Regions from separate parts of the Gossypium hirsutum genome. Here region 2 is linked to region 1. A link is a contact called in public Hi-C data. All regions are on one chromosome and are shown on one strand. Each heading gives the region's core, a stretch centred on a gene start, on an enhancer-like site or on the middle of the called end of the contact. The rest is flanking DNA. Distances are from core to core; before and after follow the strand shown.

Region 1 (5,376 bases), core at 330-2,829:
CTAGTGACATGGGATTTAAGGATATTGTACTAGAGTCTAATTCTTATGTTGTAATCTTCAATTGTAACCATGTAACACTTGACTTATCTTTGTTGTGCCAATTTGTTTTGGAGGCTCTTTCTCTGTTTTTAGACTTTGAACATTTAGACTTTGTTTTTACTTATGATTGACCAATAAAGTTGCCGACTTGCTATGCTGCATGGTTTTAAATGACGCTAATGAGGTTTGATTTTGTGTGGATTACTCCACGAACTTCATGACTTTGTTATGGTAGACGTTATTTGATTGAGTTGAATGGAATCGCTCATTTGGGTTTTTTAAAAAAAAAACAATGCATTATATTTAATATATAATATAATTATAATTATTTTTTATTATTTTAATTAAAAATATTGAATATAAAGATTGAAGATAACAACAATAACTAATAAATGATAAAATTATCCTTTTATTTAATAAATAAGTGAATTTTTTAAATGAAACTTCAGGGTTTAAATACATTTTTCTTAATATTTTGAAGTTTAAAATTACTCCAAAACAACTACAAATAGCATTGTAAGGCATAATTGAACTAATATAAGAAGCGACTCATATATGGTGAGTCTTAAGTCTAAAAAAATTTAGAGACAAACATCACATGTTTTATGTAAAAGTTTTATGTAAAAGTGAGTTGAACTTAAGATATGTCGTAAGACTTTAGTCTTTATCAACTATACCAAAATCTCATTTATAATTCAACAAATATTTTAAAAAAATTCATTTATTTAATAAATATCAAATTTAAAGTATTAATGTTAAAGTTTCTCAAATTTATTACATGGAATCAATATTTAAATATGATGTAATTTATTAGATAGAACTAATTTGGAATGGATAGATTTAAGATATAATAAAAAAATAGATAAATATTAAAATTATACATGAATTTTAATTTAATGTGTAATGTTATAAATGAACTTTGATTTTGTGCAATTTTATACATGAAAATTTGATTTGATTCAATTTTCTCAAATTACTAACATCATCGAATTAGCACAATTTTACATTGATGTATTGTATACACAATTAGTTATATTAATCTGATATGAAAATAAATATATATTAATTAAAATGAGTAAAATTAAATCAAAAATAAAGTTTAATATACAAATAATTCAAATTACATGTGTATAATCGTAACAAATCAAAATTCATATATCAAATTATAAATTTAAGATTTACCCTTAAAAGAATTAAAATAAGTAAAAGAAAGCCGTATACTAACTTTAAATTTAGAAGTGTATAAACGGAACTCTCATCATATTACTTTCAATAATTATAGCACAAAAGATTTTCAATTAAAAGAGATGCGCAGTGGGGGATCCACGGTCCAACATTTTGACCGAAAACGGAAATGAAATCCCAAAGGTACCCTCAAAGCCTTATTTATGTCACTTTCCATTATATAGCGCGAACCCGTTTTGACTGCGTTCGGGCAACGGTCAGCACGTTCGGTCACCTCTTTTACTGCACGCTTCGCTCTCATTTCTCTAAGGAAAAAAAAAAGATAAAATAAAAATTATTTTTCCCTTTCTCTCTCAAAATCACTCCATCACTTGACTTACAAAGAGAAAGTTTTGAGAAACGCAAAAAGGAAAGTTCATTTCTTTTTTATTTTGTTTTTTAAAACTTGCTAAAAGAAAGGGTTTAAAAAAAGAGTAATTTTTGGCTTGGTTTTTTTCTGTTCTTTTTCTTTGTATATATGTTTTTGTTGGCTGCCTTTTTTGGGCGTGCTTTTGAATGGAGGGGAGTGGGATCAAAGGGAAGGATTTGATTGAGGAGATTTTTGGGCGGTAATGGTGGGATTTGAGAGCTAGGGTTTTTGGTTTTTTGGTTTTTTGCTGTAATGTTGTGCTGTTGGGGTTTCTGTATTGTTTGGATCTAAGGATATTTAGATTGAGAGCTTAAAAAAATTTAAATTAAAAAGTTGCAGCTTTTAGTTTCCCCTTTCTTTTGTCAAATGGAAGGAAGCAAAAAGGTTAAATCTTTGGTTTTGGTTTGTTTGATCTCGGTGCTACTGCATCCATTCTGGCTTATTTCTGCTAATGTGGAAGGTGAACATGTCTTACTTTTTTTTTCTCTACCGGCAACTCCTTTTTGTTATTTGCATTCAATTATTTTTGGAGTTTGATCCCTGATATTTGTAACTTCGCTGAATGGGGCTTTTGATATTTCTTCTTATAATTTGGTTTTGAGTTTGAAAATGTGTGTGCTTTATACTTGTTTTCCTGATGGTTGGAAGTTTCATTTTTTGTGTGTTCTGCTTTTGGGAGATTACTTTAGAAGTGTTTAATTTGATTGTACGGATTCTGATCCTTGTTGTCAATCAAATGTTAGTATTATGCAATATGGTTGTACAATTTGTGACTTTTGTTATATTGGGTATCTTAGAACATGTCTCAGAAAAATGCTTTTTCTAGAATGGCTTTGTAATAATTTCAGATTGTGACATTTTATTGTTCACAGTAGTTGCGTACTTTAGACATTAAATGTTGGTGATACTGTAGAAGTCATGGCTTCATCGCACAATTGAAATTGTTTTTCACATCCCTTGCTGGTTTGATAGCAGATCTATTATGCTCATGAGGTCATTAAACTCGCGCTGTTTAATATTAAAGAATTTTGTATTGCTTCTTTTTTGTTGGTTAACTACTGGTTCAATGTATGTTATATTTACATTTGACTTCCAGAACTGCAAAATTTAGAAGATTTTGTTGCTGTAACTGTTGAAGTATGATAGTACTGTTTCAAACTGTTTAAGCTTCTTCAAGTAACTGCTTTCTGCTTGTTGATAGACGTTCTAATGCTTTGTGAGTGTTGATGAATATGCTTTCTAGATATAGTTCGGTAGCAGGTTGGCTGTGCTATATATTTTTAACATTTGCATTGTTTTTTAGTGCTATTCTCTTACAATCTTTACTTGCTTCTTGAAACAGGTGATGCATTGCACAGCCTAAGGACCAACTTGAATGATCCTAACAATGTACTGCAGAGTTGGGATCCTACCCTTGTTAACCCCTGCACATGGTTTCACGTTACATGTAACAATGATAATAGTGTTATTAGAGTGTAAGGTTTTTTGCTCTTTGATGTTTTCTGAGTACATGGTTGCAACTTAAGAAAATTGTGCTTTACTGAATTCGCGAAGGGTTACTTGTGTAATGTCTACCCCTGCATCAATTTTTCAGTGATCTTGGAAATGCAGCTTTATCTGGTCAGCTTGTACCGCAGCTTGGCTTGCTTAAGAATTTGCAGTACTTGTAAGTCATGCTTCACCTTAATAATTCTAGCTGATTGATGTGATTGTGTCCGAGTAAAATAGGCCATTGCGGACATTCTTTATATTTGTAACAGGAGGAAATATTTCACGACAATTATTTTTGCATTAACTAAGCTTCTTTAGCCGCATGGCCAGTGGGAAGTAGTTGAGGGTCCCACGTACTTCATTATTTTTTATCAAACTTTTACATATTCAATTCATAGTTCTGAGAAAAGGCTAACCTGTAATTCTTCTCTTCATGGTTCAGTGGCAGTCTTTGCCAGTGGAATAAAGAGTATCAAATGTAAAAAAAAAAAAAAAAAATTCTGTTGGCAGTCTGGCTGCTGAAATCCATCTATGAATAACTGTAATAAGGACCTATTTCTTTCATATAGTGTTGGTCATGTTGGCCACGTCTAGATTGAGGCACCATTTTTTAATGAACTAAAATATCTCCTCTCCTGTTAGAATCTAATTGCTATGATCTTCATGTTTATGGTATGGTAAAGTTTTTTAAGATGCTTTCTTAAACAAGGGTTTACTTCTATATGGACCATCATCTAGGAATAAATATATGTTTACTAGGATCAGAAAACACATGTTACTAACTGCAACTATCCCTTCTCTAAATGTGTGGTCCATGTTACAAGATCCTAGAGATGAAGATGCATGAAGGAATTAATAAGCATTATGGAGCTGCCATACATTCATTCTTTCATAACTAGTCCTTGAGCTGGTCTTTCAGGACTTTGTGGGAGGATGGATGGTACTATATATTCTATTGTATTTCTTCCTTTTACTTATGGTTTGTTTCCCTTGAACATGACAAGAGGACATCTTTTTCCCATTATATGATGGCTTACGGGACAGTTCTTTTAGACATTGCGAACAATATAATAACCCAAAACTTTTTTTTTGAAGGTATTATAACCCAAAACTTAGTATTCAGTTGTTAGTGCACAGTTTGCTTGCCTTAGTATTTCATTACTATTATGCCTTTTGAGACCTATCTTTTTATGCCAGGGAACTTTACAGTAATAACATAAGTGGACCAATTCCTAGTGATCTTGGGAATCTGACTAGCTTGGTGAGCTTGGATCTCTATTTGAATAGTTTCAGTGGTCCTATTCCTGAATCTTTGGGGAGGCTGTCGAAATTGCGATTCCTGTGAGTATATTTGTTTTGAAGCTATCCCTGCCCCCCTCTTTATTTTTGTTTATTACATGTTGAGTTGCATGTAATGCTGAGATCTAAGTCATTACTTTTGGAATCATGTTATTGGTAAAACAGAAGTATACTTGATTTGAAGTTAACAAAGAAACAGAAATAAGTTATTTATTAACCAGTATTTGTTTTATTAAGATAAAATCAAGTATAAGACATTTCCCCACCCCCACCCCCACCCCACCTCATTCCACCCACAGATACACAAGCTTTCAACGTCATCTTCAGTATCAGAAAGAATACTTTCACTAAGTATACACCATTAGCATATGCAAGTTCACAGCATTGAATTTCTTCATCAACTACAACTGTCTGGTAAAATTTTTTATGCAAGTTGTTTGGTTGATTTTTTGTTTACTAAAAAACTCCAGGAATGATTGAAACTTTGACATTTAAAAGCTAAATAAAATTTAAATGGTTTACTCCCACCAGTAAACATGAGTAAGCTGGTTCTGCATTGGTAGATGTCATTCACTCACTCACATCAACCAGGAGGATATTGATTGGGCATGAACCTTAAGACAAAGAGCTTTTCTAAGTCTGATTGTTTATGGCTGTTGTAGGTTAAAGTTTGCTTGATATAAAATCTCTTGATTCATTTAGATCTTGAACTTCTAATGTTTTGAAACTTGTGCGAGGATAGCCGGCTCAACAACAACACCTTGATGGGTCCTATCCCTATGTCATTAACGAATATCACATCACTTCAAGTCCTGTGAGTGCCAAACTTATCGTCTCATTTCAAGATCTATCACTCTTTTCCCTTTTCTGAGATATGATTATATATCCTTAAATTGCACTGTGTAATGTAGGGATCTATCAAATAACCATCTTTCTGGGGAGGTTCCAGATAA
Region 2 (5,381 bases), core at 633-3,132, 330 kb after region 1:
ACTATAAGATATAATATATGGGGTTGAGAATTCTTCTCTTTTTTCAATTGACAATTCTTTTCTTATTTAATTGTTATTTTTTATTTATTTGTTTTTAACTATATCAATGTTCAACTATTTGTCTAATTTAATAAATGTAATTCATATGAGGTAGATATTTGAAAAAAAAAATTTAGATAACTATTTAATAATAAAATCACATTAGTTTGTTTAAATTTAATATATATTTATACTATTAATAAAATATCTTACTGAGTTGGTGTTACGAGTCAACCGGGCATTAACTTGATTAAAAAATTACAAAATGACCTTCCATATTTAAAGTAAGTTATATTATTCGAGTGCAGTTTAATCTTTTTAATTAAAAAAAATACATATAGTGGGATTTAAATCCATACCAATTACATTGAAAAACTTTAAATTCACCACTCAAACAAATTGAGTCATCAGCTCAGTTAGAGAAATTACAAAAATACTCTTTCATAGTTAAAATAAGTTATATTATTCAAGTGTAATTTAGTCTTTTTATTTAAAAAAAACAATAAAAGTATGAATATGATGAGATTTGAATTCGAACCAATTGCATTAGTAAAATATTTAATTTACCACTTAGCTAAAACTTTATTTTGATATTTTAATTTTAATTTTTATCATGCACACTTTATTACGTATATCAATTGTGTATCTATGTTAATGTATTTCGTTGAGTTGGTGTAACAAGTTAACTCGACACTCAAGATTGATGACAACACCATAATGAACAATTTTAATCTAATTTATTTTCATTTTAACATCGCACATATTTAATGTGTTATTATTAAGGGTAAATTACCAAAATAGTTACTTTTGTTTGCCTCATGTTACATTTTAGTTACTTTTGTTTGAAATGTTACGTTTTAGTCACTTACGTTATTGCATTGTAACATTTTAGTCACAGAGCCGTTAACGGTGTAACAGTAAGCTAACGTGACACGTTAAATCATCATTTCAAACAAAAATTTTAGGTTAAATTCTACAATTGGTTCATATATATATATTTCATTTTGAGCAATTTAATTTTTTTTATGTTCTTTTAACTTTCCTTTTTTTTTCATTCTCTTCTACTTCTCCCTCTGTTTTCCTCCCTTCCTCATTTCTTTTAACGTAGTTTTTCTATATTTTTCATTTGTTAAAACTAGTCCACAATCTCACCTCACTCGAAAAAATTAAATTGTTCAAAAAAAATAAAAGTATAGATTCTAATTTTAATAAATGAAAAACATAAAAAAATTATGTTAAAAGAATTAGGTAATGAAGGGAAATAGAGGGAAAAGCAGAAGGGAATGGAAAAAAAGTTAAAAGAATATAATAGAAAAAAATTACTCAAAACCAAAAAATATGAGATCGATTGTATAAATTAACCTAAAAATTTTGTTTGAACTGATGTTTTAACATGCCACGTCAGTTTATCGTTATACTATTACTGAAAATTAATGGTTCAGTGACTAAAATGTTATAATGCGATAACGTAAGTGACTAAAATATAATATTTTAAAACTAAAATGTAACATAAAATAAACAAAAGTGACTATTATAATAGTTTACCTTATTATTAATTAGTTTCAACTCATATATTTTATTATTATATACTAATTTTAAATATTTATTTATATTCTAAATTTGTACTTTCTATATGTATATGGTGTGCTTTAGGAATAAAGTACACTAATTAGATCCTACCCGATGTTAAGATATGGAAAAAATTAAATTTTTTATTTTCTGGCAGGAGGCAGGTACGCATCCCTTGGAAATGGATAAAATATTAAAGGACGAAAAAAAAGGACGGTGCCTGTACGCTTGCTCCTCTTTCCTTTTTCACATAATTTTCTAACCTCAGCATTTATTATTCTGTCACATTTTCTTTTTCCTATTTTGTCCATCGCATACCATTTCTATTTCTCTAACTCTTTCATATTTTCATGAAAAAGAACCGAAAAAAAGTTTAAACAGAAACAGTTACACCGAAAAAGGAGTAAATGGCTCCACTACTTCTTCCTTCCTCTCCAATCCACTCCTTTCCCGCCACTCCAAAACTTAGCTTCCGTTCAAAACCACGCCCCATCATACGCGCCGCTGCGGGACTTGAAGTTGATTCTTTCACGAAGAAGTCAGGTTACCTTTTCCAGCTCAGTGCCTTTGAGGCTGAGTCCTTACTCGATTACAGCCCTTCACGAATCGCCGCTATTTATAGAAGAAAACCCCTGATTTTGTTGCGTCGGCTTATTCAAGTCGGTACTACTTTTGGAAAATGGTTCGGAGTTCGATATATTGATAATCTTATGGAACGATCCGATCAAATGTTCAAGGTTTAACTTTAATTACTCCTTACGTTTAAAGTAGACTCACTTTCTGAGAAAATTGATGCTGACGTCGAATTTGTTTGACTCCGTTTTCTAAATTTTTACGCCATTAGAATTATGTGTTGTTACTCCCAAAAGTTAAAAATTCAATTTTTTATTATTCCAAAATTTTAATTTCAGCCGAAGGAAGCCTTACATATTTTGAAGTTTTCTTGAAATTTTGATTTTTACTGTTTCTGATTTGCAGGTTAGAGCTGCCGAGCTTCGAAAAATTCTGGTGGAACTTGGGCCGGTATATTATTTCAGTATTGTGCATAAGATTCAGTTATAAAGCGTTTGTCTTGCATGTTAAGCTCGGGGAGATTTAAATTTCTGTTAGTTCATCTATTAACTGATTCCCTTTATAATCAAACCGACCATCATTTGGCTGATATCTTTACATTTTCACCTGTCCCCTATTTAAATTTTACTGTTAAGTTATGATTTTTTTCTACTGAACATTGCGCTTTTTTGTAGCTTTGTTTTTCTCAAAATTCCAGTTCATCGGTACTTAAAAAAGTTAAATGGTACAGAAAATTCAGTCAATGTTTAAAATATTTGTGGAAAATAGTGGAAAAAGGTTCACAATGTTTTAGAGAATGCAAAGTGCAGCTGAACAAATGATTCGATCATCATAGAGATAAAGGGAAAAAGGGAGCAGGGGCAGCAGGAAGTAAAAGCTTGTTCACTTTAAATGTCACCTGAAAATTCTAGAAAATCATGATATAGATATTAATGTGATGTTTACTTTATCATTCATGTTTTAGCCACTAGAGCGGTTTATGCTGTCATTTCATTTTTCTGCAGATCAGCTATACTTCCCATTTTTCCATTAAGATGCACTGTTACTCAAATTCAAATTCTTTCTGGGTCTGTCTTAAATGTATCTTTGAAAAGTTGTCTGAAAAAAATTGTTAAAGAGAATTTCTTCTATGGAGTTTTCTGCCATATAGACTTTTCTTTTGGCCATAAGCTATACTGTCTCTTAATGTTTAGCCTCTTTTTACTAACACACAAACAATTATATACTATTGTGCTTGGATTTAGATTGCTAATAACTTGGAATCACCTTTGATTTGATTTCATTTTTAAAGAAATTTAGTTTTCTTTCTTTCTTCTTTGTAGGCATACATTAAAATTGCTCAAGCTGTTTCATCACGACCTGTAAGTTCTCGTAGCATCTAGGATAAGTTTCATGTGCTTCACAAATTTACGTGCTTTCTAATTTTCCTTTAAACTTGTGATGCATGTTGGGTCCTCTGTCTGCTTTGGTTTGTTAAACTTGGTTTTTGCAATGGGTCTTCTTGTTATATGCACTCAAATTATAGGAAAGGGCTTTTCTACTATAATGAAAAGCTGCATTTTTTTATTATTGATAAACTCATCCTTTTGGCTTTTGAAGTTCATATGAATATTACAGGAACTAATCTCTTGTACTGTCCGAGTTCTTTTTCCTTCCTTTTTTATGGGTTGGAGATACACTTTTTTTAAACAAAGTGGAGACAGAAAATGACAGCTGAAACTAGATTTTTATTTCTATTGAAACTACCTTGGTTAATGAAATTTCTACATTCCTGTTTGGTTCCTTTAGGGGCAAAGTTGCATGGTCTCAGAATTTAGGAACAGCTAATAGTTCTATTTGGTTAGTTCAGGATCTGCGTTTCGAAGGAATCTTCTGTGCACTATGTTAAAGGCTTAGTTTAATGTGCTAATATAGATTTCGAACAAGAAGTTTCCATGTATGTATATATATATATATATATATATATGAAAGATAGTTGATTGGATCCTAACCACATATCATTGTTCTTGAAGATAGTCTCTGGAATCTTTCAAACTTGATTAACTTCATCCCAGAAGTTATTTGTTGAGAACAAGTCACTGGAAAGCAAATCACAAAAAGAAAATTTTGATGAATGGTTATTTGGAACTGTATTTTTCATCTCCTCAATCATTTTAAATATCACTTAGCATGATGATGGATATGTCATTAACTGCACCCTTGGTTCTTCAAATGTAGTTTTACCTATTAAGTTCACATTTACTTTCCTCGAACAGCAGTTTAGCTTTAAGTTTGGCCTCCTATAAAACAACTAGCAGTACATGTAATGTAAATTGATGGGTTGGTATTTTAACATGGAGGCTGATTTATTGACTTATTTTCTTGTTGCAATATGTTTTACTGCCTTTCTGTACTCTCTAACTCTGGTTTTCCTTGATCTTCTTTTTATTTGTGTCACTATCATTTTAGGTATGTCTAGGATAGGGTAATGGATAAGGCATTCCTAAAGTTTGTGGCCTTGGCCATTCCAAACAAAGATCATTCTACAGAAACATCAAGTTTCAGAATCAGTATTGCTGGTATCTGGCTTAGACATTGTGCTTGAAAATTAGATCGCACATTCCTGTAGCTCTACGTGTAGGATTTGATGTTGATGGGTCAGTAATCACTTACAATCTGTTTTAAGCCTTTCCAGCAACATCCTGAAGTCAACTGCATGCTTCATATAGGGCTTTCTTAATGCTCATACTGCTTTGCATCATATGATACATAATGTGCTGTATTCATTTCCAATATAAGAACCTTTCAAGATGCTTTTATGTAGGATCTGATACCACCATCATATTTAGATGAACTCTCATTGTTGCAAGATCGAATAACTCCATTTTCTACTGAAGTTGCACTTGATACTATAGAAAAAGAACTTGGTTTACGAATAGATGAGCTTTTCTCTGAGATTTCGCCGGAGCCAGTTGCTGCTGCATCCCTTGGACAGGTTGTATCTACTTATATTCTCAGCTTACCTATCCATGAGTGCTTTCTTTCTGAGTGTTTTTGGAATTTTCTTAGAAAACTAAACCCAACATTCAGTACTCTCTCTCAAGTAGGTATATCAAGCTAGGCTTCGCCGTAGTGGACAGGTTGTTGCTGTCAAAGTTCAGAGGCCTGGTGTTCAAGCTGCAATTTCCTTGGACATATTAATCCTACGCTTTCTAGCTGGG

What was found. A called contact is a pair of places that touch in the nucleus more often than the background predicts.
Region 2: a Hi-C map of leaf shows a contact between it and region 1, with 2.6 times the contacts expected there. The contact joins the promoter of LOC107889745 here to the promoter of LOC107889821 in region 1. A contact is called at or near these places in 6 of 34 Hi-C or Micro-C datasets (callus, leaf and petal).

Annotation. Positions count from the first base shown.
Region 1 is chrD06:30,021,140-30,026,515 of Gossypium_hirsutum_v2.1, forward strand. LOC107889821 (somatic embryogenesis receptor kinase 1) reads left to right here and starts at 1,580. Exons shown (of 11, transcript NM_001326767.2): 1 at 1,580-2,093; 2 at 2,976-3,108; 3 at 3,228-3,299; 4 at 4,322-4,465; 5 at 5,166-5,237; 6 at 5,335-5,376. The coding sequence starts at 2,000.
Region 2 is chrD06:30,352,881-30,358,261 of Gossypium_hirsutum_v2.1, forward strand. LOC107889745 reads left to right here and starts at 1,883. Exons shown (of 20, transcript XM_016814338.2): 1 at 1,883-2,345; 2 at 2,587-2,631; 3 at 3,504-3,542; 4 at 4,985-5,155; 5 at 5,268-5,381. The coding sequence starts at 2,016.